Regions from separate parts of the Zea mays genome. Here regions 1, 2 and 3 are each linked to region 4. A link is a contact called in public Hi-C data. All regions are on one chromosome and are shown on one strand. Each heading gives the region's core, a stretch centred on a gene start, on an enhancer-like site or on the middle of the called end of the contact. The rest is flanking DNA. Distances are from core to core; before and after follow the strand shown.

What was found. Hi-C and Micro-C count contacts between places; a contact is called where the count stands out from the background.
Region 1: a contact with region 4 is called in a Hi-C map of ear, with 1.7 times the contacts expected there. The contact joins the promoter of LOC103650724 here to the promoter of LOC100216746 in region 4. A contact is called at or near these places in 2 of 25 Hi-C or Micro-C datasets (ear and tassel).
Region 2: a Hi-C map of ear shows a contact between it and region 4, with 2.7 times the contacts expected there. The contact joins the promoter of LOC103650707 here to the promoter of LOC100216746 in region 4. A contact is called at or near these places in 2 of 25 Hi-C or Micro-C datasets (ear and leaf).
Region 3: a contact with region 4 is called in a Hi-C map of tassel, with 2.2 times the contacts expected there. The contact joins the promoter of LOC100282318 here to the promoter of LOC100216746 in region 4. A contact is called at or near these places in 2 of 25 Hi-C or Micro-C datasets (ear and tassel).

The regions. Positions count from the first base shown.
Region 1 is chr3:150,289,466-150,296,743 of Zm-B73-REFERENCE-NAM-5.0, forward strand. It overlaps LOC103650724 (kinesin-like protein KIN-4C), which reads right to left and starts at 2,896. Exons shown (of 13, transcript XR_564338.3): 1 at 2,073-2,896; 2 at 1,747-1,827; 3 at 1,591-1,671; 4 at 1,434-1,505; 5 at 1,267-1,357; 6 at 1,133-1,158; 7 at 955-1,040; 8 at 275-334; 9 at 1-183. It overlaps LOC100217216, which reads right to left. Exons shown (of 18, transcript NM_001359705.1): 10 at 6,895-7,198; 11 at 6,671-6,830; 12 at 6,475-6,583; 13 at 5,719-5,854; 14 at 5,545-5,600; 15 at 5,161-5,460; 16 at 4,863-4,985; 17 at 3,879-4,568; 18 at 3,301-3,769. The coding sequence ends at 3,599.
Region 2 is chr3:148,566,331-148,573,637 of Zm-B73-REFERENCE-NAM-5.0, forward strand. It overlaps LOC103650707 (sporulation-specific protein 15), which reads right to left and starts at 3,236. Exons shown (of 11, transcript XM_008676274.3): 1 at 2,647-3,236.
Region 3 is chr3:150,043,879-150,050,496 of Zm-B73-REFERENCE-NAM-5.0, forward strand. LOC100282318 reads left to right here and starts at 3,845. Exons shown (of 3, transcript NM_001155230.2): 1 at 3,845-4,087; 2 at 4,204-4,407; 3 at 5,221-5,765. The coding sequence starts at 3,988. The coding sequence ends at 5,525.
Region 4 is chr3:149,477,910-149,484,415 of Zm-B73-REFERENCE-NAM-5.0, forward strand. LOC100216746 (putative inactive leucine-rich repeat receptor-like protein kinase) reads right to left here and starts at 4,094. Exons shown (of 2, transcript NM_001317367.1): 1 at 2,500-4,094; 2 at 400-2,363. The coding sequence starts at 4,052. The coding sequence ends at 785. It overlaps LOC100285591 (NAD kinase 1), which reads right to left. Exons shown (of 11, transcript NM_001158482.2): 9 at 6,078-6,156; 10 at 5,591-5,898; 11 at 4,917-5,498. The coding sequence ends at 5,193.

The DNA.
Region 1 (7,278 bases), core at 1,646-4,145, 810 kb after region 4:
TCTGCCTCTGGGAGGGACCTGACATGATACCATCTACCTTTACCATTGAATACCCGCTCCCGCTCCTCTGCTTCTGATAGTTGAGAAGCCATAGACACCATAGCGCTTGATGATGAGGACATGTTCTCTAATGCTGATATCCTAAAACTTCTAGCACTAGGAGACATAGCTTGAGGACAATCACTACAGAAATAACAGCTAATAAGCGACAATTCAGAGACACTGAAACAGATCACTTAACCCCTAAAAGCAAAAGAGATGTAAATCACCAAACCTCATCTTGTGCTTTGGTTCCTCCTCCAGCTTTGCTATTTCCTTGGATATTGCTGCTCTCCTGTTTTAAGGAGGAAAAAAGAAATTTCAAACAGGGGCAGTTGTCCAAAGCTAATGTTGTACAAAATGTATAAAGAATCCACCATATTTAAATTACAGTACATATATTAATATATAAATATTATGCTGCTCAGGTTAATCATATTTCAACTACAGTTCACATATTATGTCGCTAAGGTTAGAAAGAAAAGGGGTGAATGATTGATATAGGTATATCAAGTCAGTATTTTTGGAGACAGTTAATGATGCCACGGTTTCGCCAGGAATTTGAATTTATATTATGGTTAGTGCAAAATCTTACTACTAGCCCATTATTTCTCTTCACAGAATTATGTGTTGGGAAATCAAACAGCATGGCAGAAGGAAGCAAACCTATTCAATATTTATAGTCACTGCCCTATGGATTGGCCCAAATCTAATTCTCAAGTGGTCTAACAACAAGGGAGCACAATAGCAAATTATCTTGAGTTCATATTTAATTGAATAACTACAAATCTATCTATCTCATCATAAAAAAATTGCCCAAAAATAATGCTCATACATGCATATAGCGCACCACAAAATAACGAAAACTCTAGAAGGTCAGGATCTACAAATTATCAATGCAAAACAAAGACTTACTCTTGCATTTGTCGCTGGTAATACGAGCGTAATTCATGTGCTCTTATAGTGACTTCCAGTTCATCATCAACAGCTCGCATTAAGGCCTAGTGACATAAAAATAATGTTTCAGACACGTTACAGAACACAGATGGGAAATAGTTTATTCATTCCCTAACAAAGATTTCTCGAAGGATACCTGCATCCCCGAAGCATTTCCACTGCCTGTAAAAACAAGAAACCAAAACTAGTAAAAGTATAACCAGCTAGGAATAATGAGCACACATGAAACCTAATGGTAAAAATATGAAGCCATTGGACATCACTTCCTACCATATGTCTCAAGTGATGAGTTCTTTGCTTCCAGCAACTCCATGAATCTTTTTGTAGCAGCTGCTGCTTCTTCAGTTTTCCTCTGTAAGACCTACAATTTCAAGCAGAATGGTGTAGGCGACAATCATGCTATCTTAAAGCTGAAAGAGGAAAAATGAAGAATTTACCATTTTTTGCCTCTGATTTAAAGCCAAGAGCTTGTGCATGTCATATTCATTTCGTCTCCCTTCCTTCTTGAGCTAATTAATGGATATACAGCACTATCACAACGAGATCTTTGAGAAAGAAGTTCATAAACATGATCAACATGTTAAGAACAAGTACCTGTATTACTTCCTTTTCAGGGGCAGCCTTCCAAGACATAAATTTTTCAGACTCTTGCTTGGCCTTTTGTTGAAGCTGATCCTACATGGAATGAAAGGAATATATGTCAGGAAAAAAACTTAAATCGCATTAAGAAACATTTTGAGGAAAAAACACCTTCTGAGATTTTATATGCTGAATATCTTCTTGTAAACGCTTTGCTGCCTCATCACTTTTTTGTTTCTTGAGCTCATGGACCTGCAAATGGTGTGTTCTTAGCATATGATGAGAAATGCAATGCAACAAGCATTTAGCTGAATGTACAAACCTGGGATTCAAGTGCATTCAGCTTCTGAAGATAGTTTTCTTTCAGTTTTTGAGCATTCTCATCCATAGAAGAACATACATTGGTTAATGCATGGTGAAGATTCTCTATTTCTTTCTACAAACAAGAATTCAGGGGAAAAAAGAGCATAGTGTCCGCAAGGTAAGCTAGTAAAAACCTGAAGAGCTTTATTTTCTTGTTCCAAGTCATCTAATTTCTTTTCATAATGTTGCTTGAGAACAAAAATATCACTCTTGGCAAATTGTTTCATCTCTGCCTTTTGAAACATGAAAAGGAGGTATAATTATACTCTACAAGGTGAATCAAGACAAAAAATAATGGGCTAGCAGATTGAGGATACATAACTACGTCAGTACATGTAAATTAGAAATAAAAGGCTAGTGTTAAGAAACAAAGTGGTCAAAATAGTAGAGACAGGGGACTAGTACCTCCTTTTGCTGAAGTAGCTGATCTAGTTCCCATCACCGCTTCCCTCACCCAAATTCTTCTGCAAAGCCATAGGCAACATCAAGGCTATATTGCTGGCCTCCGACTCGCCAAACGCCGCCGCCGCACCCCAGCATTACCTTTCCCATCGGTGGTTGCTAGTAAAGAATATGTGATATACTGAAGTCGATGATTGTTATGAGTTAACATTTTATCGAATATTTATATGTCGTCCGCCACAATACGCCCGGACAATTAGAATTAAGAAAATTTTGTCGAACACATGAATATTATACTAGTGTAGTTATTAACTAGTAGAGTAGCAGTAGTTGTTTATTTATAACGCTATATAATCCATCAGTTTAGACTTTGCAAGGCACATCAACCAAATCACCCCTACACCCATAAACTTCACTAAATCCACCAAACAAATTACACGCAAACTTAGCAAACCATCAAAATCAACGGTTCAGATCGTTGGATACTCCCTCTCTTATTCAAATCTAATGGACAATATTATTTGGATCATCCCTCCTCTCCCTCACCGAGACCCTATCCCATAACCTCCTCCCCACCCCCTTCACTCGTGCGGCCACCACCAACCCCTCCCCTCGTGTCGCTGATGCCGCCGTCAATCCCTCCCCTCATGTCGCTGATCGTAGTGTTAACACGAGCTATATACTAGTTTATATAGCTATTAATTTTGTTGGTAGCTAGTTAGTAGTAGGTTAGCTACTTAGGTACTTACTACTACCTCCGTTCACAAATATATGACACTGTTAACTTTTTTTCGAAAATTTTGACCACTCATCTTATTTAAAATATTTTTTTAAAAAAAGTAAAATTTTAAATCAAGCACAAACTATCTTAAGTGATCAAATAAACCATAAAAAATAAATGGTAACTCATTATTTTTTTTAATAAGACGAGTGATCTAAGTTGTTTTTAAAAAATCAACGGTGTCATATATTTATAAACGGAGGAAGTATTTATTAAGTTAGGAATTCAGTTACTATTTATTAGTTAGTAATAGTTATTTATTAAGTTTTAGTAACTTGGCGCCATATGTAGTTAGGTTATTAGTTAACTAAACACCCCCTCAGCATAGACATATCCAGGCGATCGCGAGGCCGTTGCAGGAGCTAATACGTCTCTGCTTTATTACAATATTATATACTTTCATTCACTGGCCAGGCCATTGCGTTCATTGTTGTTTCCCAAGGCTCGACGTCGACGGGTCTCCGGCACACGGCACCATCAGCTGGGGAGCTGAGACCTGTAGATGTCATGGCACGACGACGACGGCAGCAGGGGGCAGAGCCGCAGGGAGAAGGCGTACCGCGTCGGCGGCAGCAGGTACTGCTCGTGCACGCACGGCGACCAGCTGTCGTCGCCGCCCAGCCCCATGTGCCTGTGGTCAAGATGCACCTGCGAAACAAACACGAAGCCGAGAGCCATCACTCCTCCCCGACCACTTCGCAGCAGCTCGGCCGATGCCAGCCAGGAGCTCAAAAGCAAAAACAAAAAGCTTCCCCACCTCGATGTCGTCCCCCTTCACCAGCCTGTGGACGTGCGTTGCCCTGTCCAGCTCCGCGGCGCCGTAGTAGCTCGCGCTCATCTGCATCGGCGGGGAGCCGCCGTGCGCCGACGCGTACAGGCCGAGCCCGCCGGCGTCGCGGAGTGCCACCCACCTGACGTCCGCCCGCCCGCCGCACTCCACGGGGGCAATGTACGGCACGTGCAGCTCCTCCACGCTGCTCTCGTACACGCCGACGTGCGCCGCCGCCTTGCGGTCCGGGTAGCACTCGAAGGGCCCGCGCCCGTACCACGTGACGTGGCTCAGGGACCTCCCGGCGCTGAACACGACGCCCACCCGGGGAAGGGGAGGGAGGTCGCTCCTGGGGTTTACCTCGTAGTCGAGAACCACGTCGCCTGACCCGTGGATCCGGCATACCATCTTCACCCGGAAGAGAATGGACTCGGAGGCTTCGTCGTCAGGCTTGGGTAGGTGCCCGGGAACACCGTAGTAGAGGGTGGAGAACTCCACGGTGTTGTCCGGCAACTCCTTGACAGAGAACTGGCTGCTGTGGAACGAGACATTGTCGAGGAAGGCTTCTCTCCATCGCGAGTCATATGGCTTGGTGAAGAAACCTCCTTTGTCGTTGTCAGTTGGTGCGCGCCAAAAGCATGGGAGTATCCCCTTGCTCATAAGCTCAACGTCGTTGACCTGTTGTTTGCAAAAGAACCATGAGTTTTAACTTTTAAGGCTTTGGTTCCTTTCTCTATGTAAAGCCAATTACTATTGGGACCTTTAAACCAACATAATGCTGATCGCGCTTGCACCCAAGACGCGATGGAGATATACCTATGAGTACAGGGCATTCTATGACAGATTTATCAGTCCACTTGATTTACACTTTTCCTAGGTTAGTGCTGTTGGCATGTATTAATAATTTTATTAATTGACTACATACAAGTATGGACACCATGTTTCTTAACTCCCCATGAACATTCTACATACCTTCCAGCTGTCGATTGTTCCCAACTGACTGTTTACTTTAATTTTCCAGGCATTATTCTTGCAGATGGTTACATTATCACCAATGCGTTCACAGACCAAAGGGCTACTGGACAATGCTATCACCTGAAGATGATATTAAGCTGTAAGACAACGAGGAAGAAACAGGAGTAAAGTAACACTAAGCTGTGAGACAATGAGGACGAAACAGGAGTAAAATAGTATTAAGCTGTTAGACGATGAGGACGAAACAGCCAAACAGGAGTATAGTAGTAAACAAGATCAGGCTGAGAAAACATACGCTGGGGACAAAGCCATTTTTCTGAGGCAAACACAGTTGTGCTGAAGCCAAGAGATGACCAGCTTTAGCCCATCGTGTTTCATGCCTTTGTTTCACATTCACAGACAAAAATACTTCTTTTGCTGCACAGGCACTCCAAAGGGCAAACCAAGGTGATGATTCCATGTTGATGAGCTGACTAGTTTGTGGTGCCAAAGTTGGAATATTCAATGGACCAGAGCCCAAGACACAACCATCTCCATGAAGAACCCAACTGAAGTCCAAAGCTTCTGTTGTCTCAAAAAAGTGTCCATTTTCAATCTGAGTGATCATAATGGAGCTATTAGAAGCACAAAGCACATAAGAAAATAACTCGATGACTAGCAAACATCAACCAGAGGTTACCTTAAGCATATTATCTGCTGATGATATTTTGATAGGCTGGTGAAGGTATTTTACTTCTGCAACCAGAATCAATTTGGTCAACCAAGTTGGCATCCAATGACTTTAGAGACAAAGATATTAGTTTAACACATTGATAACCAAGACAAACATTTCCCCCTAGTATTTCCGGGTTACCATGAAGAGCTGGGTGAATCGTCCGATCAGGCCACACAATGCCATTGAGGCAAAAATTGGAGTCATTTGGAGTATCTCCAAAGTCGCCGCCATATGCCCAAAATTTAGACCCATCTGAGTCCTCCTTCAGTAAACCCTTGAAACAAAGGGAAAGTATCGTGGTGAGAAACAAATGATGGTTATAGTATAAGAAAATAAATAAAATTCATCAATGATATATTTTATAGCATTTCACTTGTAAGTTATAGCATTTCACTTGTAAGTTATAGCATTTCACTTGTAAATTGTACCAATGTACTCCACAAAATATACTTTCTTGGAGAGTCAAAGCATCTCAGATTTGACCAAATTTATACAATAAAATAATAACATTTATGATACCAAATAAGTATAATTAGATTCTTCATTAATTATATTTTCACAGTATTACCGATTTGATGTCATTATTCTTTGCAATTCTCTCTATAACTTTGGCTAAATTTGAGATGTTTTGACTCTCCAAGAAAGTTGAAATGACTTATGATTTGAGATGGAGGGAGTACTAGATTAGCTTGACAAGGTTTTTAGGCAATTATGGAAGTTAAAGAAAAGAAAATTGGCTTGTTATAATCATGTTCTACTTTATCCACTCATCAAAGAAGCAGGTCATAAGTCATACCTTGACCCAACCAGTGAGACACATAATAAAGTCCTAGAGGCTTATAGAAACTAGAATCTCGCAAAGGTCAAGAGCGGATGGAAGTAAATAGGTGATACCTGATCAGCCCAGTCCCATATAAAACCTCCTTGGAGTCCAAAAGTGTTGTCTATGGCCATCCAATACGCATCAATATTCCCATTACTGTTTCCCATAGCATGTGAATATCTTGAAAGCAAAAGGAAAAAGTTCTTTCATCAAATCATATGAATACGGATAAAGGGTTATTAATATGTGAGGTCATGCTTAGCATACTCGCAAAGAATTAGAGGCCTTGTTTCAGATGGATCTTTTGCTATCTTAACAACATCCCAGACACGCATATACATGGGGCACACAATATCTGTGGATGATGTTCTGGAACCACCTCCCTCATAATGGAGGAGTCTTGTTGGATCCCTTTCACGAATCCAACCTAGAAGAATGTTACCATTAGATGAGAAGTACAGAAATTAAACTGACAGGTAAGAATATTTTACCAGACATGGAAGCATGATTAGGTCCATATGAAGATTCATTTCCTAGAGACCAAACAATAATGCATGCATGATTCTTATCTCTCTCCACCATGCTAACAACACGATCAAGCATTGCATTTGCCCAAATAGGTTCAAGTGTAGGATGTTTGAAAGTGTTAGATTCATCAAAACCATGTGTCTCAATGTTGGCTTCATCTATGACATAAAGACCAAAAATGTCACATAACTCATACCACCTTGGGTGCTGTGGGTAATGGCTATTTCTAACAGCATTGATATTGTTTTGCCTCATCAAAATCAGGTCCTGTCACAAATAGATATATTGTAAGAATCTGAACCTGGGCATATGATTAAATCAGACCAAAGAGATTATTATGTTAAAAA
Region 2 (7,307 bases), core at 1,986-4,485, 910 kb before region 4:
CGTTTGCTGCTTCATGACGGACGCATGGAGTTGGAGCTCGAGGAGAAACCAGTACGGAGACATCACATATGGAGCTCGAAGAGGAACCAGTAGGCATGTGCTGCTTTTGGAGGAGCTGGTGCTCATTTTCACTCCTTTTGGAGGAGCTGGTGTTCGGCTTCACGGTGGCGTTGGAGCTTGCAGGCCTCGATTTCGTGTGGCGGATGATGTTGTGGCCGCCGAAACTGATGTTGAGGAGCTGACGCTTACGCTGTAGGTCACGCTTTATCACGTTCATTGGCTAGCTCTCAATGCAGCTATGGTGGGCGTCCTTTGCTTGGACACGGTCCTTGAAAATGGTGCTAGATCGGAGGGGGGCTGACCGATGGCTAACCATATTTTAGGCAGAGTTTAAATTATGGCAGGATGGATTAGGATTGCACGGCAGCCTGTGATGCCCAGGCTTCCATTAAAGCCTAGCTCCACCACTCCCCCCCCCCCACTCACTCAGAAGCCCCCAATAACCTCTCTCTGCTATACCGCTATGCCCAACTCCTCTAGGTTCTCGCTCTTGACATGGGTGATTAGGTTTTCCCTGCTGGCTGCTGCCCACCACCCCTCTCACCCACTCCGCTTAGCCACTCCTCACTGTTTCCCATACCCTTTTAGACAGCTGGACGCACACACCAACACACGAGGCTGTTAGCATGCATCGTTCAGAGACAGACACCATCAACCAAAGTCACTAGTCCACTTCCATCGCCCAGCTCCTCCATGTGAGGCCCAATGCATCTACATCCCCCTCCTTAGATCTGAAACTTGGATGTTTGGTTTTACATGTCCTCACTAGATGTATGATTTTCCCCCTTGTCAATAACGTGTGAAGGATATATGCAGCTGGCAATGGTCACTGGATAGGATAAAATAGTCAGTAACGTGTTTATTGCGAACTTTATCCAAAAGGGTAATCTAAGAATAAAATTGGTGCTATATTGAACATCTTATCTTATAATATTTGCAATATTGGATTAAGCCGAATGCACTATTACACCTAACTGAACAAAACTAGGCTTAGGTTTCAAGCACCTAGAAAGTTTCCTGCCCAATAAAATTCAGTATTACAAGCAGCTCTCATGGTGTAATATAATCATATAAGAGGTTCGAGGGTACACATGAAAGCCATCAGAAAAGATTTCCATGAGTGCCTGTGTAGCTCCTACATAGGCTCGCTTAAGGACTAGTGGATCCTGGATACGCCACAAAGCCTAGAGTGTTAGCGATATTATTGTGTTGTATTGCAAAGTACAATCTTCCATAGTTAACCACATATATCAACAGGAAAAGACATGTGGTCGACCTTCAGAAGACAATGAAATAAGGTCTGATATCAGCAGACTCACTACTAGCAGAACTGACTTACCACACCCCAAGAAAAAGGATCTAGATGATTCTAAGACAAACAACACCCTCTGTCCTCGTACACAAGCTAGCATTCTTACACTGGGAAGTTGATGTGCATAGACCCAAAAAAACTAAGCATCAGTGACTTGGCTGGCTCAGATCCAACCAGAAGAAATTGACAAACCAAGAGTACCGTTATTACCAGCAAAGCTCCCACTGTCAAAAAGAAGAAAAAAGAATCCAATTCTGTCCAGAAGCTCAGATGTTTCAGTGAAGAATCATAAAAAAGTTGTGCTTTAAAAAATGTCATGCCTGGCTAATAATAACCCATTAAAGCATAAGCGTCGAACCAAAGGATCCACTGAATCATCAGCAAAATATTGGAAACTCAATGTTAGCTCGAAAATGCTCTCGTCTTTCAACTAAAGATATACCGTCTAAGGGCCCACCCATCAGCATTGTACATATGACCAACCAAAAGCATTTCCAGCTAACAACAAAAGCTCTATTTAATCAACTCAGATCCACCAAACCCTCAAAAAAGCCAAGGCAGGCTTCCAATTTACATCTCACGCAGGGCCCAGAACCAATGCACCACTACAGGATTGAATGCTACGACTGCAGCATCCCAAAATGCAGATGTTTTTAATGTGGAGACAGCTTTTGGTACAAGAAAATTTTGGCCACGACTTTTGGGGCTTTGCCCTCAATATTGATCAGGGATGCACATCGGACAAGGGTGGCTTTGACAAACCAAATTCTACGGATCCTAAAAAGAGAACACTCGCCCCAAATAAACTATCCACTTTGACAGCTGACAATTGCTGGGAGAAGCCCGCACCTTGTTTGCATCGAACAGCTCCCCAACAGTACACCTGCCAACAATCCCTTGTCCAAAACGCTATAAGATTTCACGAAAATAAAATGTACGCAGCGCATTCAGATCCACCGGACATAGCAGCAGACCCCAGTCATTTAGAAATTTTCTCACCCTGCTAATGGCAACCACGAAGTCTCGAATTTTTGTTCCAAGGATCCAGAGAGCGCAACGGGGCGGTCGCCGGAGGTAACGCCGCACCCCTCGAAACATGGAGCATTTGGCAGGGAAGAAGAGATTTGCGCGGAAATATCGACGGATCCAAAAGCATCCGCCCCCGCTCTGGGGCTGCGAGGAGGAAGGAGTAGCCTCGGTCCCCATCGATCTCACCAGGGGAAAGGAAAGGAAAGGAAAGGAGAAGGGAGGAAAAGCAGAGCATTCGTGCAAACCTTGGCTTTCGGAAGATCAGCTTCGCCCTTCTTCCTTTCTTGAACTCAGTACAGCAAGCGAGACAGCTCTGCCGCGCTGGAGCATGCCGGCGGCGCGAACGCAGTCGCCTCCGCCGCGGCGCCTAGCGCTGATAGCTCGGGTTTAAAGGAGTGGTTGGGGAGGCGAGAGAGAGATTACTGGAGCAGACAAGACAAGGCAAGGCAAGTACTTTGAACTGCTTGGGGGGTTGGTGTTAGTGTTAGCAGCAAGCAATGAGCCAATGACCTGAGAACGGGAGACTGGGAGAGAGAGAAGGACGTAAGACAGACCGCCAAAGCCAGCCGATATTAGCGCCGTTGGTTGGGTTGCTTACCGGGGCAGGCAGGTTAGGGAGGGGGAGGGGAGGGGAGCACCGGAGCAAGCGAGTAGCACAATCATTGATGATTGATTATCGCTTCATTGATGGGCAAGCTGGGTGCAGCGTTGAAGGGAGGAGCAGAAACGGATCTGGTGAAGGGAGGAGAAAAGGGGCAGCGGATTCACCTAAGCTGACGACGGCGGAGGTCCTCACCACGGCTACGGGATGGAGCTCAGTGTGGCCATTTGGGTTAGCCCGAAAATTCGGATCGGGTTTTTTTGGGCTTTCTAAATTTCGGGTTTCTAGAAATGATACTCGAAGGCAGTGTGACTATATTGTATACCCGTTAATTTGGGTACCCGAATTTTTTGGGTTTAGGTTTGGGTAGCCCATTCTACCCGTTTTCAAACCAATTAGATTAGTGTTCGACACCAAAAAGAGAGGGCGGACGGTCCGGCCCTGAGGCCGGACGATCCGCGCGTGCGCAGAATAGATTAGGGTTCCGAGTTTTTTGCTGTGTTTGTTGGCTAGATTCTCGGAATTAGCTGGTGAAGTTTGTTTGTAAAGGGTCCAGCCCTCCTCCTCTATAAATAGAGAGGTATACGGCCGATTTGTAATCAGCAATCGAATCAATACAACTTCTATTTCGCATTTATTTTCGGTACAATTAGGAGTAGTTCTAGTCTAGTTCTAGTTTAGCCTCTCGATCTCCAAATTCTCCGCCTCTCTTCGACTCTACGTCGATTAGAGGAGTCTAGGTCGGCCGGCCCGAGCCTAGACAACTCCTAGGATCTCTCCTCCCCGACGGGGTCCTTCCCGGGAGCGAGATCCAGGCGCCGCCGGCGATCTTCCGCCGCCCCTGCGTACGCGCGGACCGTCCGGCCCCAGACCGTCCACCCCTGTGCAGAGAGCACCGCCGCGCCTCGCACTAGGCCGCGGACCGTCCGGCCCCTGCGCGCGGACCGTCCGCCCCTGTGCAGAAGGCACCGCCACGGTTCTTGTTGAGTGTTTGGCGCTCCAAAAAGGCGTCAACATACTTTTTGGCGACTCCGCTGGGGACAGCGAATATAGACACATCAAATCGGCCCTCAATGGCCGGTTCAAAGGATAGCTCTGAAGTTTCCACCAGCAATATCATCACACCGACATGGGAAACCTTGCCGGCTGAAGAATAGCTCCTGTTCGAGGAGCGCCAGGAGCAGCTGATCCAAGAAGCAAAGGCGAAGTTCCTGGCCGACTTCAAAGTGGACAGGAACAACAAAATCGTTCGGCAACGGGCGACAGATCTGGCTTCGCTCCGACCTACTACAATTACCCCCAATGTAAGTAGCACCAACGAACTCCAATCTCTTAAAGCTTACATAGACGAACAGCGAGAACAGTTGCAACGTATCGTAGATGATATACAAAATGATCATGAAAGGCTAGTGCGTGTGCTTGATAAGTCTACTATGGCAAATCTTCCTTCGCACGAGGTTGAATTGATGGAGTACACACATAATTCATCGGCTACAGGTTGTCACGACCAGTCACAACCCCTTTATGGGATGCCGATGGACATGTACCCTAGGCAACGACAGCCTCCCACGCACATCGACGATAAATTTGTCGATCTGCGCATGTCCGGACCGTCCGCACGTGGGCGCGGACCGTCCGGGCCAGCGGCGACCGATCCCATTTTTAGAAGCGAATTACCGAGACCTGCACCCAAGCCGCCACATGCCGTGCAATCCCTAGATAGCCCATTCGGACCGTCTGCATATGGCGCCAGACAGACCGAATATAATGTCGGACGGTCCGGTCACATGGCCGGACAGTCCGCACACGGGGCCAGACAGTCCGCGTATTTAACCGGACGGTCCGGCACAAATTTTTTTTAAGGAGGATGGATATCCAACTCCGTATCCGTCCCAGCTAGACTCCTCATCTCACCATATGACACACCATCACCATAATATAATCTATCAAACCCGTGAGAGTGAGTACTTTCCGGCCCCTAGAGGGCCAGAAAGGAATGGCTAGTCCTATGAACCTCATAGGGCATGCATTAACGCGCCGCAAAACCCAAACCAATGGGGAGGAAAACAACATACCAACATTCAAACAAACTCACCCATATTGGATCAAAGAGCCGGTGGTCTCCCACCGGCTGCCATCGATATAGTAAGGGAGGAAATAGCTGGGGCGTTCCGAGATAAGCTCGGAGTTAGTATAGTCCCCGGGGGGCAGTCATATCGGAGACCTTATGATAGCCAGTTTGACCGGCTCCCATACCCACAAGGGACCAGAATACCTGAATTCGCAAAGTTTTCGGGTGACCAAGAAAAGAGCATGCGTGAGCACATAGACCAGTTCTTAGCACAGTTAGGAGAATTAGCCGACACTGAAGCATTCTGAGTCCGTTTATTTTCATTATCTTTAACAGGAACTGCATTCACATGGTATGCCACGCTCCCTCCTAACTTCATTTTGTCGTGGGGAGATCTATAACAAAAATTTCATGAACATTTCTTCTCTGGCGATTATGAGCTAGATTTAGTAGACTTAGTAGCCCTACGACAAGAAAAGGATGAATCGGTTAGTGATTACATCCAGAGATTACGGGATACGAGAAACCAATGCTTTCAAATTCATTTAACAGATAAACAACTGGCGGGAATAGCCTTTGATGGATTGCGCTATTATTTAAAAGAGAAATTAGAAGGCATCCAGTTCTTTACGCTAGCACAATTACATCAGAGAGCTTCGGCTTGTGAAAGCCGAAGCAAAGAACTAGTCAAAACGGTTCATCATAATGTCCATATAGTAGAACACAGTCAAAGTAGTTCGGACGGTGAACCAAAGGAAATTTACACTGCCAAAATAGTTTGGCCTGAGCAGGCCAAATCTTCGGCTTGCTCCTCCTTGCAGCCAGTTCAAAAGAAACGACAGGAGGAGATTAAGTTTACATTTAATGTTGGCCAATGTGATAAGATATTCGATGAATTACTAAAAAATGGTAACATTAAGATTGATTATATCGTTCCACCTGCCGACGAACTAAAGCGTCGCGCATATTGCAAGTGGCACAACTCATTTTCCCATGCCACTAATGATTGTAATGTGTTTCGACGACAAATCCAATCGGCCATTAATGAGGGACGATTGAAATTTCAGGAGGACACGGAGCCCTTTCCAATGAATATGATCGACTTCAATGGCAAAAAGGTCCTAATTCGGCCCAGCACAGCCGATAAGGGCAAAGACAAAGAAGTCATCATCGGCAACGCACGGGAGGCCAATGGAAACAACAAAATTGCTTGCAGGAAAGTGGTGGCCGAAAAAACTCCTGATGGAGGGGAGACACTAAAGGTGACCATCACAAACTCCGGCACTGGAGGGCAAGTGCAGACAAGGGGACATGCGCAAGAACCCATACTACGCATCACGGACGGTCCGGTGCCCAGGCGCGGATGGTCCGTGACATCGCTAGACGGGCCGGAGCATTCCAGCGGACGGTCCAGCAACGCCAAAGAACCAAGGCGACCACGTACCTTCAAACCACGACGACCAGAAATAGGTACGTGGAAAACTAACACGTTCAAGACAACTGGTCGGTTGGTAAAACCCAGCCCGACCTTTGATCAATTATTGTCTAAATATGTGAAAAAGAAGGCTGGCCCCAGCGACCGGCCACCAAAGCGACCTCTCTTACCCACCCAGGTGCGATGGCAGGTTAGGTCGATTGGACCACCACACCAATCGGAAAGGACGGGAGGTCATAATGTTCAGTTAATACCTAACGTACCTGCATGGACACCTCCACCACCATATCCACCTATGCCATATCCATACACATACATACCTCCACAATATGTCCCAAATCAAATGTGGGGCATGCCACCATACCCATTTGGGATGCCATAGTACCCCGCTTGGGGGGCACCCAAACATCTGTATTCAATAGGTTGACACCTCCAGTACAAGACTGATTGAGAGCCCCTCAATCTGGTCCACGAGCACAGACCCAGCAAGATTGCCGAACAACTCGGCCCCAAAGGCTGACTAATCCGGCAGGGGGGCATACAGCTACAACCTCCAACAGTACGAAAAAAAGGAGACGTCATTAAAATAGGAACGGCAGATGTCGTCGTACAACAAAATAACGAAGGGACGATGATTTTTGGTGAATCGACCAACACAAACAAAAAAGAAGGAACGACTGTTGACAAAACAGCTGATCCAAAATACTCCATGCCCCGATGGTGCCCATCGGGATTGACACGATCGCAAAAGCGAAAATTACAGCGCCTTAGAGCAAAGGAGAATCAGGAGAAGGAGGCG
Region 3 (6,618 bases), core at 2,595-5,094, 570 kb after region 4:
CAATGAGGGATATATTTTTCTTTTGTTCAGATAAGATTTTTTCTTCTCAATTTCTCCATTTTTCGATTGGTATAATGGTTTAATTGATGCCTTTTCAGAATGCAGACTATATATGGCGCTTCCAGAGAAGCAAGATCATCTGTGCCTGCATAGTCTTACTTTCACAGGCTACCTGACTTCATATTCTTTGAGTTCATCAATTACTCTGGTCAGCCATGCACGAACATGACGCTTGCAGCCGTGTGGCAAGTTGGGAAGATTACACTCTCGTACATGGAACATACAAGATACAACCTGGTATCAGTACAGATGTTTTGTCCTTTCATTCAAAACAAAGAACAGTGCATATATCTGAACGAGGCATGCTTATTGTTCTTCTATACACATGTGTAACACAACTACATGTCTTTACAATGTAGTGGTTGCTCCAATCTGGTTCTGTATTTAAGATTTTGATAATTTTGATTTATCATGTTCGATGACTCCAAACTTAACCTTGGCATTTTGATATGATTGTTCGATACATAGGATCTTCAGTAATACCAATTTTATTTTCCATTATCGTGATCCTTGATTTAGGAACTAAACCAGTGTGATAATTGAATTTCTTACCCTCTGTTTTAGACTACTACTTTCCTGTTCCAAATTACAATGCATTTTTGTTCCAAATTCCACATTGCAAGTCATTCCATCAATTCAAAGTATCTCTTCTTTCGTGATATGGAAAGTAATTCACCCCTATCTTTTATTTATTATTCACTTCTAGGTATGCAGGGAACTATAGCTGTTATAGGTGCATTATGACACAATCTTGAATGTCTGCAACATCATGAAGAAAGCTTTATATGCATCTATGATCGTCCAGCAGTTACTTTGAAGGTACTCTATTTGCATTATCCCCTTCTTAATTCAAAACTTTTCATGTAAATGGAAGTCTTGAAATATGAAGTGGTGTTTGATGACCGAGCTAGGCTAAAGGGGATCCCCTGCGAGTGCTCCTAGGTCACGGTGTTGTTATAATTAACACTACGGTTTCTCAGTTTCTCCATCAACTGGTTTGTGAAACAATTTTTATAGTGCCTGAAGCTGAATAGCAATAATAATAATATGAGCTCCTTCATTTTGCTTCTTTTTACAATCCATCTTCTCTGTTATTTCGAATTGCAAAGCAGTTTTTAATATGATCACATATCGATAACACAAATACTAATATAAATTTCCTACTATCCTTGTTTCAGCACAAATCTTGATTTTGTTTTTATATTGAATTGCTAAAGTATATCTTACAGTCAGTTCAATAACAGTGATACCAATATGAATTCCCCGGTATGCTTCTTTCTGCAAAAAAATTAATTTTGTTTTTATATTGAATTGCTGCAATGTTTCTTACAGTCTTGTGAAAAGGAACCAAAACTCAATCTATTTGGCAAGTGAAACTATACCATTTCTTCAGCAATGATATAGCTAACTTGTAAACCCATAGCAAGGTTCCCTAACCATTTCTCTTCTTTAGATCATTCTTGATTCAACTGATACCATTATTTAAGATTAGAAAAGATCTATCTCTTATGCATACGAAGCACATTTTTTATCTAACGATGTTAACATCGTTATTTGCCCTTTTATAAATCAATTAACCATTCAAATTTTAACTAAATAAATACTTTACAAATGCTCCTACTACTGATCTATATTTACTTTATTTGAGTTCTATATATTTACATGTATACAAGTTCATTGTAATCCTCTTTTTTCGTCCCTTTTAGTGAATTGATGAAAGCCATTAGAAAAAAAATTAATTGAACTATACTTTTGCGCACTCTTCTCTTTTCTTTCTGTTTCTTTTTATGATGTATAAGAGCATAGTTCAATCAAAATTGCCAAACTTTATATTCCACAATAACGCATCTCATAGAATTCTGATCTGCATAAGTCCATTTGGTCATTATAAGAATACCAAATCATTGTTCTCTTTTCTGCTTTATTTGTTCGGATTGAAAGTGCTATTTTTCCCCTAGCTTTGTATTTTATCTGCTATATTACATTAAGGTTCAGGTCTCTTTGCTCTTCTTTAGTATTTAAGGATTTTTTTGAGCCTACAAGCAAAGTGTTTGTTTTTTTCACATACCAATTGTACCTCTTACTGTGTCATATTTACTTCTAACTACCTACTTTGTAAAGATTAAGATTTATGTACCTGCTCTGTTTGATAACATTACGAATTACAACAACAATGTCATGCATAATTACTCCTCTTATCTGTTTGCTCAAATAAAACAATCTTCAAACAACTCATTATGAAGGCCTGAGTAGTAGATATCATTTGATCTATTGCCACTTAAATAACCTCCCGATTAAAACTTTGAAATAAGTTCCTGCTCATTTAATTCAACCTCACTACAATTTCTTTGACCTTTTTTCCATACCCTACAGTTCCTGCTCCTTCAATGCATCTACAACTATTTCGTGTTTTCCCATACCCTATAATTTCCTTCACTATCCGAAAAACTACAGTTTCCACCCTCTATAGCTTAAATGCATCTAAGTTTTTGTTTTCCACTATCATGTGAGTTCGATAAACATTTAAATGCATTTATGTACAACTCACTCATTCCAATTTAACAACTACAGAAAACTGATAAAGGTAAAAAAAAGTCAATGCTCCTCTTCAGTCTCCTCAAAAAAGGTAACCTTCTACGTAGTTATCTTGTATCCATCATCAATGTCTACTGTTCGTACTCATGCATTTACAGGCCGTATGTTTGTACTCCATTACATAACGATCAGGAAGATTATTAATATTCTACATTTTATTTAGCAGGCTCAAACAAGGACCCCTAAAAAAATCAATGATCCCACAGACCAAAAGGACCCCCAAGACATATGAATCACATCAGACTAATTGAGATTCAACTCTTCTTTACATTTTTGGTCAACTCTTGTTATCAGTTTGATCGACCCTTTTGTAACTAAATATACATATAAATCACCCTTCAATTGTGGTACTAATCGCTAGAAACAGATAGGGTAGTATAGCTTGTATCTAATTTGGATGGCGACCCACTTAATTAGGACTGAAAGACTATACGCTGTTGATTTGTAAAGTACAACACACACATGTATACTTATCCTTTGGATCATACTAACTGCTTAGTAAAAGTATTCCATTGTTTCAAGCAATACATGTGTAAATATCAGCCGTTCAAACTGTTGTCAAAATTGAACATAAATCATTATACCCTTGCTCCTTTTCTATAAAACTATACAAATTGACGCGCGCTAGGCGCGCCTTAGTCACTAGTGGGTATAACTAAAGATGTGATTGGAGCTATTTGGTGTATTTTAAGTATACCTTTTATTTTAGATAACGAGCATATTTTCGAATGATTTATCACAAGAAAACAAAAAACTGTTCGTTCGTAGTTCGTCTTTTAAAATTTAAAATATCATGTGCTACCTTGTTGGACGATCAAGTGCTGACTGGCCCATAGAAAGACGGGCTCACGGGCTGCAGGTTGGGGGCCTTTGGGCCACCCAGCAGCTCTTTCTCTCTCAATTCCCGTGTCGGCCCGCGCTTGGTGCTCGCGGCGGTCTCCAAAAACTGGCCAGCAAACCGATCCATCCAGCTGAACTGAGGTCTCATCCGCCGACGATGAGTCATGAACTCAACTCATGAGCCGCCGGCTGCCAACTGCCCAACACTGGCTCCTAGTAGCCGCCGCCGGCCGGCCGCGCCGGACTCCCGTGACAAAAAAAAACACAATTACACAAAAGCGGAAAAGCCCAATGATTTGCACAAAGAATCGTGGAATCGCCGGTGGCGCACTCGACTCGGGCTGACCGAGCTGAGTGGCTGACGCACGGGCCTGGCGTATTTATTGGCTTCCCCGCCGCGTCGTGCACCTGCACCAGCACCAGCACGGCGACCAACCCTCTCCCAACCCGACTAGTCGGACTCGCAGCTCCGCCCCAAGTCCAGGTCCAAGCATGGAAGTCGCGGCGGCGTCGGCGAGGCCCGTCCTGCGCGTGGCTGCCATCTGCGGCTCCCTCCGCAAGGCCTCCTTCAACCGCGGCCTCCTCCGCGCCGGTACGCTGCCCCTCCCCCCATCCCCCTGCTCTTCGCCTCCCTCCTCCTTCCTCTTGGCGTGCCTATCACTGCTTACTCACGGCTTCGCTGCCTCGCACAACTAACTACTCCGGCAGCCGCGGAGGTGTGCGAGGACTCCATCCCGGGGCTCCGCATCGACGAGCTCGACATCTCCGACCTGCCCATCATCAACACCGACCTTGAGACCGGCAGCGGCAGCGGCACCGTCTTCCCGCCCGCCGTCGAGGCCTTCCGCGCCAAGGTCTGCCAGGCCGACTGCTTCCTCTTCGGCGCGCCCGAGTACAACTACTCCATCGCCAGTATGTCCTTCGCCACCCCCTCCCTCCTCCCTGCCTTGCTCCTCGTTCGTTTCAGATCTCCTGCCCGCACGCACCTACTGCAAGGGGATTAACATGGATAAAATGCTCGGGGTCGGGGGGTATTTCTGGCTTCTCCTGCAAACTTTAAGACGACGTTTCGCTTACATTCATTCATTCAGCAATTAACAGCATTGATGCCATGAAGACAAATTGTGCAACACAATTCAATATTTGATTTTTAACCTTCAGTTAAAATACAATTAGACATAGGTGGCAATGGACTCTAGATTGTACACTATAAAATTCAAGGATAGGATAAAATTGAGATGGGCTCTATTTATATTCAATTTTTAACTAAAATTAATTAAGAGCTCGATCAAATTGTGAAGAAATGTTTAGATCGTGATCCATTACCATCCTTAGACCTCACAGGCCCAGCTCACCGAGCTCACCATGTGCATTACTGCCAAATTAGGTGCACAATGGGTTGTCATGGTGCATTATTGCATCACATCATTAGGATGTTAGGTTTGTGTAATTCTCTGCCAAACAGGAACTCAAGATTACATTGTCGGCACACTGACTCAGTGATGGTGAAATGACCTACACTACCTGAAGAAATAAAAAAAACGGGGGTATTTGGGCTTTAACAAAGGCATGTCTCCCATGATGTGTATGCTTTCCTTTATTCCTTTCTTGCAAAACCTTATCAACAGAGGAGCACGTCAACATTCTTGACAGTATATGCTGTTATGGAGTACATAATTCCACTCCATTTCTGCATCCTTTACATGGTCTGTGTCACAACTGCAGCCCCCCTGAAGAACGCGCTTGACTGGGCCTCTAGAGGAAAGAACTGTTGGGCAGACAAACCTGCTGCGATCGTGAGTGCAGGCGGCGGCTTTGGAGGAGGGAGGTCGCAGTACCATCTCCGTCAGGTCGGGGTTTTCCTGGATCTCCATTTCATCAACAAGCCAGAACTGTGCGTCCAAGCCTTCCAGCAGCCACCCAAGTTTGACAGCGATGGAAATCTGGTCGATGCTGAAATCAGAGAGCGGCTCAAGAAAGTGCTCCTATCCCTTCAGGCCTTCACGCTCAGGCTTCAGAAGGAGGACTGAATCAACTCGGTACCATTGTAGTACGTGCTTCCCTGAGAAGCGTTTATTGCTCTTGGAAGTTTGTAACGCGTTGCTGGGTGGCCTGGAAGTTTGTAATAAATCCAAGAAGTGTTCTCGCTGAATATTTAAGATTTGATCGCATCTATATATAATAAAGATTGTGTTCTAGCGTTTTTGCGTTTCCCAGTAAATGAGAATCGATTCCAGTAGTTGTCTCGTCTTAGCAATTTTTTTTTGAATTTTGGTGTTTCAGTGGTGCAGCGAGCCAAAGCCTATGGTTGTACAAATACAGTTGAATGAAATCTAATCTCGATGGCCAGTGCTGCGAGCCAGACTTCCTGTAGTTATTCTCCATTGGTTATTAAAACTTCCACTGCGCATCAACTTTTTTGTACAAACTAATACGTCCCAGACACCTCTGCTTCTGCTTTTGGCTTTGGTTAAATTCTCTGTGCTGCAGGTGCAGGTGCATACAGCAGCATGGATGGATGACGATCTGATGAACAACTTCACAAGGCAGCTCTTATGTTGGTGTGGAGTGTGGACAGATGGAAGCTTGTCGCCCCAAAGCAGGAAGAGGAGGTAGCACCGGTTTCCGCTATGGTATGGACGAAACAAGTATGGGATGACAGAACAGCAATTCCTAGGGGGAGCCAAATGAACAGCAATTCATAAGGGCTACAGTGTTTCCAGGTAGGACATCTTGTCCACAAGCTGTACATGATTGTGGTTTGTCATTGACTCTTGGATCTGGCGCGCTCGCTGCTGGAATTATACTCTCCTATGCATTTTGTGAAAGACTGACTGGATGAAACCTTCTTAGTTCATATACTGTCATCATGTATCCATGTGGAAGGAGTTGGGTCCAGATCCAGAAGGCACTGTTCTGGCTTATTGCATAAGCTTGTACCCTTTTAACATTGAGTAAAAGATGTATATACAGTAGAAACACAGATCGGGAGTAGCAATATCTTAGACGTCTTTGTTGATTCTTCTCTCTGCAGGATTGGATTCAAGAGCTGTACGGTACCCCTCTCGGTCAGCGTGGGGGCTCCTGGAAGCACACTTTGTCGCTGCGATTGCAAAATAAAAG
Region 4 (6,506 bases), core at 2,844-5,343:
AAATAGGGTTGATTCAAGGCAAAATGGATTGATTATTCATAGTGTTCGTCATCAAGTTACACAGCTAAATTAAATATAACTCTTAAGCCTGGACATGATGGAACGAAACAGATGTCAGTCTGGTCAGAACGTGGTCCAGCCGTACCAGCGACGCCAAACCTGCACATATATATAATATAATATATAATTCAGCCAAAGATCCTACGTACTACACGAGCTGCAGATGATACCCTGATGCTTTGCCGTGGGTGGGCTGGTGGACCCCCCAGGCACGGACTCACTCACTTTCGCTGTGCGCTCACATGCCTCATCTCATGGTGCAAACACTTAATAATTGTTAGCACTCGGTCCGTGAGCATGCATTCCAACAAGACGACGGCTGAGCAAGACAACAAGGAAGAACCACAGCAGCAACGATGGCTGCTCAAGTTCTCTTGCAGTGGCACACCGTGCGCAGTACAGTAGTGGGCGGTGGTCTGAGTTGAGCAGACTGACATCCATGCAGAAATTGGCACGGACAGTACTACAGTAGAGCTTGAGCAAGTTGAGCGTGCATGGAAAAGGAAAAAGAGATCCATCCTACTGTGAGTACAGTTGCTATGCTACACTAGCACGAATTAATGCACATAGTACTTGCAGGCTGCCGCCGACCGACCGAACCACCACCAGGCAGCAGCAAGACAGCCTGACAGGGATGAGATGCCAACGCCCAAAGGCCCGGGCCGGACGACGTTGGTTGGTTGGTCGGTCGCCACTGACGGTCAGTCAGGATACATACTACAGATCAGAAGGAGCCTTCCATTCTGCCCACGGGCGCCTTGATGACCTGCAGGATCTGGACCACCTCCGCCATGGACGGCCGGTTCGACGGGATCTGCGACGTGCACACCATGCCCAGCTTCAGCACCGGCAGCACCTCCTCCTCCGGGACGCGCCCGCCCATGCCCGGGTCCACGCACTCCAGCGCGTTGCCGTGCTCCAGCAGGGCGCGCACCTGGTCCACCAGCACCACCACGTCGTCGTCCCCGTACTCCACCGCCCGACGCCCCGTCACCAGCTCCAGGATCAGCACGCCCAGCCCGTAGATGTCGCACTTCTCGTTCACGCGCAGGCTCTGGCACGCCAGCTCCGGCGCCACGTACCCGGCCCCGCCCTGCTGGAACCGCCCGCCGCCCATCGCCACCTGCTGCCTCCCGCCGCCGTCCGCCAGCAGCCGCGCCAGCCCGAACTCGCCCACCGCCGGGTTGCACTCCGCGTCCGCAAGGAAGATGTTGCTCGGCTTCACGTTGTAGTGCACCAGCGGCGGCCGGAACGCATGGTGCAGGTGCGCCAGCGCCCGGGCCGTCCCGGACAACACGCGGAACCGCTCCTCCCACGTCATCGCCTCTCCGCCGCCGCCGCCGTGCAGCCGCGCCTCCAGGCTGCCGCGCGCCGCGTAGTCCGTGATCAGCAGCTGCAGCTGCGGCGTCCAGTAGTAGCCCTTCAGCGGCAGCAGGTTCGGGTGCCGCGCCTTCCCCAGCACGCGCACCTCCCGCTCGAACTCCTCGCGCGACCGCACCATGCTCGCCGCCGCCAGCTTCTTCACAGCCACCACGCGCCCGTCGCCCACGGGAGCGCGGTACACCGTGCCGAACGCGCCGCGCCCGATCTCCGTCGCCTTGCCCAGCAGCGCGTCCGCGCCGGCCACCAGGTCCTCCGACCGGAGGCTGCTCCCGGGGCCGAACGTCACCATCTTGCCGGCGGCGAGCTTGCCCTTGCCCTTGCCCCCCGGTGCCGGCGCCGGCGACGACTTGGTCGTCGAGCTGCTGCTGGTCACCACGCTCTCGTCCACCTCCTTCTTCTGCCCGTGCCCAGGGCCGACACCACCCGCCGCCTCGGCCCGGCGCCGGGCCGACACGTTGAGCAGCGTGATCACGATGACGCCGAGGACGATCGCGACCGCCGCGCAGATGGCCACCATGGCGGACACGCTCAGGAACCGCCGCTTCCTCGGCGCGCCCACGCCACCGCCGTTCGTCCCCATGTTGTTGTTGTCGCCCCCGCCGCCGTGCGTGTACTCGTTGGGGTCCAGCACCAGCGGCTTCGGCACGTTCATCATGCACCGTTCCGCCACCAGCGGGCTGCAGATGCCCAGGTTGCCCTCCAGCGCGCTCGCGTCCAGGCTCTGGAACACGCCCGACGCCGGCAGCCGCCCGACGAGGCGGTTGTGCGAGATGTTCACGGCCAGGAGGTTCTCCAGCCCGCCCAGCTGCTGGGGAATCTCGCCGCTCAGGTTGTTGTACTCCAGCCGCAGGATCTCCAGCTTCTTCAGCTCCGAGATGCCCGCCGGGATCGGCCCCGTCAAGCCGTTGTGCCCTAAGCTCCTGCAGCGCATGCATAAAACCACCATGGTTAGACGGACGCGACGTGTCGTGTCGTGACTCGTGAACTCGTGATCGTGACAGACCAACACGCAGCACACATGCAACGGCACCAACGCAACACAAGTATAACACTCACAGGAGGTACAGAGAAGAACAGTTTCCGATGCTGTCGGGGATGGGGCCAGAGAGAGAGTTGCCGTCGAGCTGGAGCACGGCGAGGCTACCGGACTCGCAGAGGTCGGCAGGCATGGCGCCGTACAGTCCCGTGCTACGCAGGTCGAGCACCGTCAGGTTGCGGAGCAGGCCGAGCTCCGGCGGCAGCGGCGCGCGGAGGTCGTTGCGGGACAGGTTGAGGTACCGGAGCTTGAAGAAGAGCGACATCTCGGTGGGGATGCCGCCGGTGAGCTGGTTGCCGGAGAGGTCGAGCGACTGCAGCGTCTCCGCCAGCCTGGTGGAGCCCGAGGGCAGGACGCCCGAGAGCGCGTTCGACGACACGTCGAGCGTCTCGAGCCCGACGTCGAACAGAGCGTCCGGGATGCTGCCGCTGAGGTTGTTGTCCCTAAGATGCAGCTCGGCGAGCTTGGTGCACCCGGACATCGAGGCCGGGACGGCGCCGGAGAGCTGGTTCCTGGACAGGCTCAGGTACTTGAGCGCCTTGAGGTCGCCGAGCGAGTCCGGCAAGCTTCCGGTGAGAGCGTTGTCGGATAAGTCCAGGTGCTGCACCGCGGCCAGCTTGCCGAGCCACGCGGGGACGTCGCCGGAGAGACGGTTTCCGGACGCGGAGAGGTAGACCAGCGAGGCGAGCTGGCCGATGGAGTCGGGGAGGTGGCCGTCGAACGCGTTGGAGCTGAGGTCGATGGTGCTGAGGTGCGGGCACCGGCCGATGTCCGCCGGGACAGCGCCGAAGAAGCGGTTGCCACTGAGGCTGAGGGTCTTGAGGTTATGGAGCCTGGCAATGCCGTCAGTGACGGGGCCGGAGAAGAGGTTGTGGGACAGGTCGAGCGTGCGCAGGCGCTCGAGCGGCCAGAGCGCGCCCGCGAAGTCCGGCGAGCCGGAGAGCTGGTTGCCGGACACGTTGAGGTGGAGCAGGAGCGGGCTCCCGGACGCCAGCCCCTCCGGCACGGGCCCGGAGAACTGGTTGCCGGACAGCACGAGGAAGCGGAGCGTGCGCGGGAAGGCGGGCGGGAGCGGTCCCGAGAAGGCGTTGCCCGTGAGGTCGAGGTAGCGGAGGGAGGCGAGGCGCGCGACGTCGTCGGGGAGCGGGCCGGAGAAGGCGTTGTAGGAGAGGTCGAGGGAGCGGAGGGAGCCGAGGAGGGAGAGGCCCGGCGGGAGCGGGCCGGAGAGGTTGTTGCGGGCGAGGGAGAGGTCCTGGAGCGCGCCCAGGCGGTCGAGGCCCCGTGGCATGCGGCCGGACAGCGCCAGCCCGTCGAGGGCGAGGCGGAGCACGCGGGAGGTGGCCGGGTCGCACTCCACGCGCGCCCACCCGCACGGCGTCGCGTCCGACTCCGTCCACGTCGCCAGCGCACCTGTCGGGTCGGACAGCGCCGACTTGAACACTACCAGCCCCAGCACCTCCTCGTTCACCGCCATCGGCATGTCGGCCTTCGTCGCTGGTGGCGCGCCCCCAATGAGCAGCAGCAGGAGGAAGAGGAGGAGAGCAGGAGAGTTGGCGGCAGTAGTGGCGGCCATTTCTGAAGGCTGCAGCTGCGGGTGCAGAATGTTTCCGGGATGGGATAGATATGGTGGCGAACTGGCGATGACGGTGAATGGAAGTGGATGAGATCTAGTGGCACGGGGGAGGAGAAGTGGTACCGGTGCCGAGCTGTGTTTTGGGAGTGTAGTCCATCGGAGCCGCGGGGAAGGGCAGCCGGGCCGCGGGCGCGTCGCTGCATTGGATTGCCCGTGACTCGCGAAGGGAGGGGGGCGGGGGGTAGGTTTGGACACAAGGAAAGCAACAAAGGACTTCACGTTCTCCGGTCCCGGCCAGGTCCTCGGGTTTGCCATGGCCATGGCCGCCCATGGCCATGCCCCGGTTCTCTGCCGCTGGGCGGTGGGGTCGCCGGAGGAATCTAGCTCGCCGGAACACGACACCGCACGGCGATTGAGACGACGACGACGCGCGCGCGCACAAGCTGTCTACTGGAGTACTATTCTGCAGCTGTGGAAAGGGAATGATAGTGTGTTAAAGAATCATATGCGCCGGCCGTTTCCATACTCGGCCTTCAATTCACGCAGCAGAACAAAAGGCAGCCGCCAGAATCACGTCGAAAGGTACTCAGCTTTTTTTTGTTAATCCTGATCACGGATTCAAAACGCGTGGCCGATCGCCCCCATGCCCAAGCGGGCAGCAGGCAGTAGGCAGGAACCCATCCATCTGGCCGTCACAGGACGGGAGGACGAGCAGCAGAGGCTGCCCCAGTCCATGACTCCATTCGTCAGTTCAGTGAGTTACCACCAGTATGGAAGCTGAAAAGGGTATCCGCCTAAAGTGCCCAGATCCGCATGACTGCAAAGCTGTACCAGAACAGCTACAGAAGCTGCCATCTCGTCGTGTATGGCTCGCGGATTATTTCTTTCAGATCACGGGGGCACATCACATGTATACGTGCATACGTTGGCGTTGTATTATTCAACATGTCCAGTCGTTATCATCCATCCATATTCTATACATCTATCTATACCTCACATCTAACGCACGCAACCTTTGTATATAGGCAAGTATGGAACGGTAAAGGTGAGAGCACCCTGGAGTAGCTACAGTTATTCCTGTTGAGAATTCCCAGCTTGAATTCTGGCACCGGGCTGAAATATAACTGAACAGCTGTTGCATCAATCACGCGGGCCGTCAAATGACTGGGATTTCCTCAAGTTCCAGTGGAGACCCTCATGGATGCTGCGGAGGAAATCGGTCGTCGAGTCCACCAGGCAGGCTGTGGGCACGGGCCAGGGAGAAATGCTGCAGATCAGGGCGTCACCGGGCGACAGCTGCTGTCGGTCTTTGCCGTCGAAGGATGCCCAGGCATTGCCCCTGCTGTTGAACGGCACTTGAACGCGGAGGGTCACGTATTCAGGCAGAATCAAAGGTCTGAATGACAGAGAGTGCGGGCAGATTGGGGTGAAAAGGATCCCTGGGACCTGCAAACGCCGGCTAGACATTAGAAACCAAACTGCAGGATGGACAGGTAATGCTGCTTGCTGAGCCGCTTGTAAATCGATTGGGGCCGTACCTGAGGATGAACCATGGACCCTCCAGCTGCTAATGAATATGCTGTACTTCCAGATGTAGTTGATATGATTAGTCCATCCCCTTGTACGCAAGTAACAAAAGAGCTGTCACAGTAGACTTCCAGGTTGGTAAGGTAGGATGATATTCCTCGGTCGATTGTAACTTCGTTCAACACTAAGAATGGCTCCTCAGACACGATTTCATCCTTTGCCTCGTCACGTATTACATGACACTGTATGCGGTTTCTCAGCGTGATGCTAAATGGCCCATTCAGCACATTGTCCAACAACTCACGGTATTGCTCGCTTGCTGAAAAAAGGCGTGTTAAGGAGAACGTAGCAGATAAGAATAGGGGTGTCAATAGGATACAAGAAAGATTCACATGCAATTTCTTCTCCAACAGAAATAGGTTTCCTGAGATCCAATAAAATCCAGCTGTTCTAGGGTATTACTGCATAGACCATGTTAGCACTGGCGGTAAAGGATACGGAAAGGCGTCATGAAGCCCAGTGATCCCAGGGCAAATGCAACAACCGGAGGAACAGGTCCTTTGAACAATGATGCAGCCTGTTAAGAGGGATCAAGTCAATCACTCGATTTCTAGTTTCAATTGGAGAGCAGTTGAGTAAATGAAAACTAAGTGAAAGTACAATCTCAAATAAGCAAATGAGAATATCATCAGAATAAGCATAGAGACTCAGTATGTCTAGCAGTTGGCAGGCAGGCAACATGCAAAATACTAAACTATGGAACAGGTAAGCTACTAAGGTGTTCCCACAGTGAATTACATTAGTTCTCTTCACTTTATTATTGAAAGGTCACCTGAATAAGAACTGCCAACAAGACTACCATACATATGGCTTGGCCAGCACCATAACTGTCATGATCATTCCTGGAGGAATCCACAGACCTTCCAT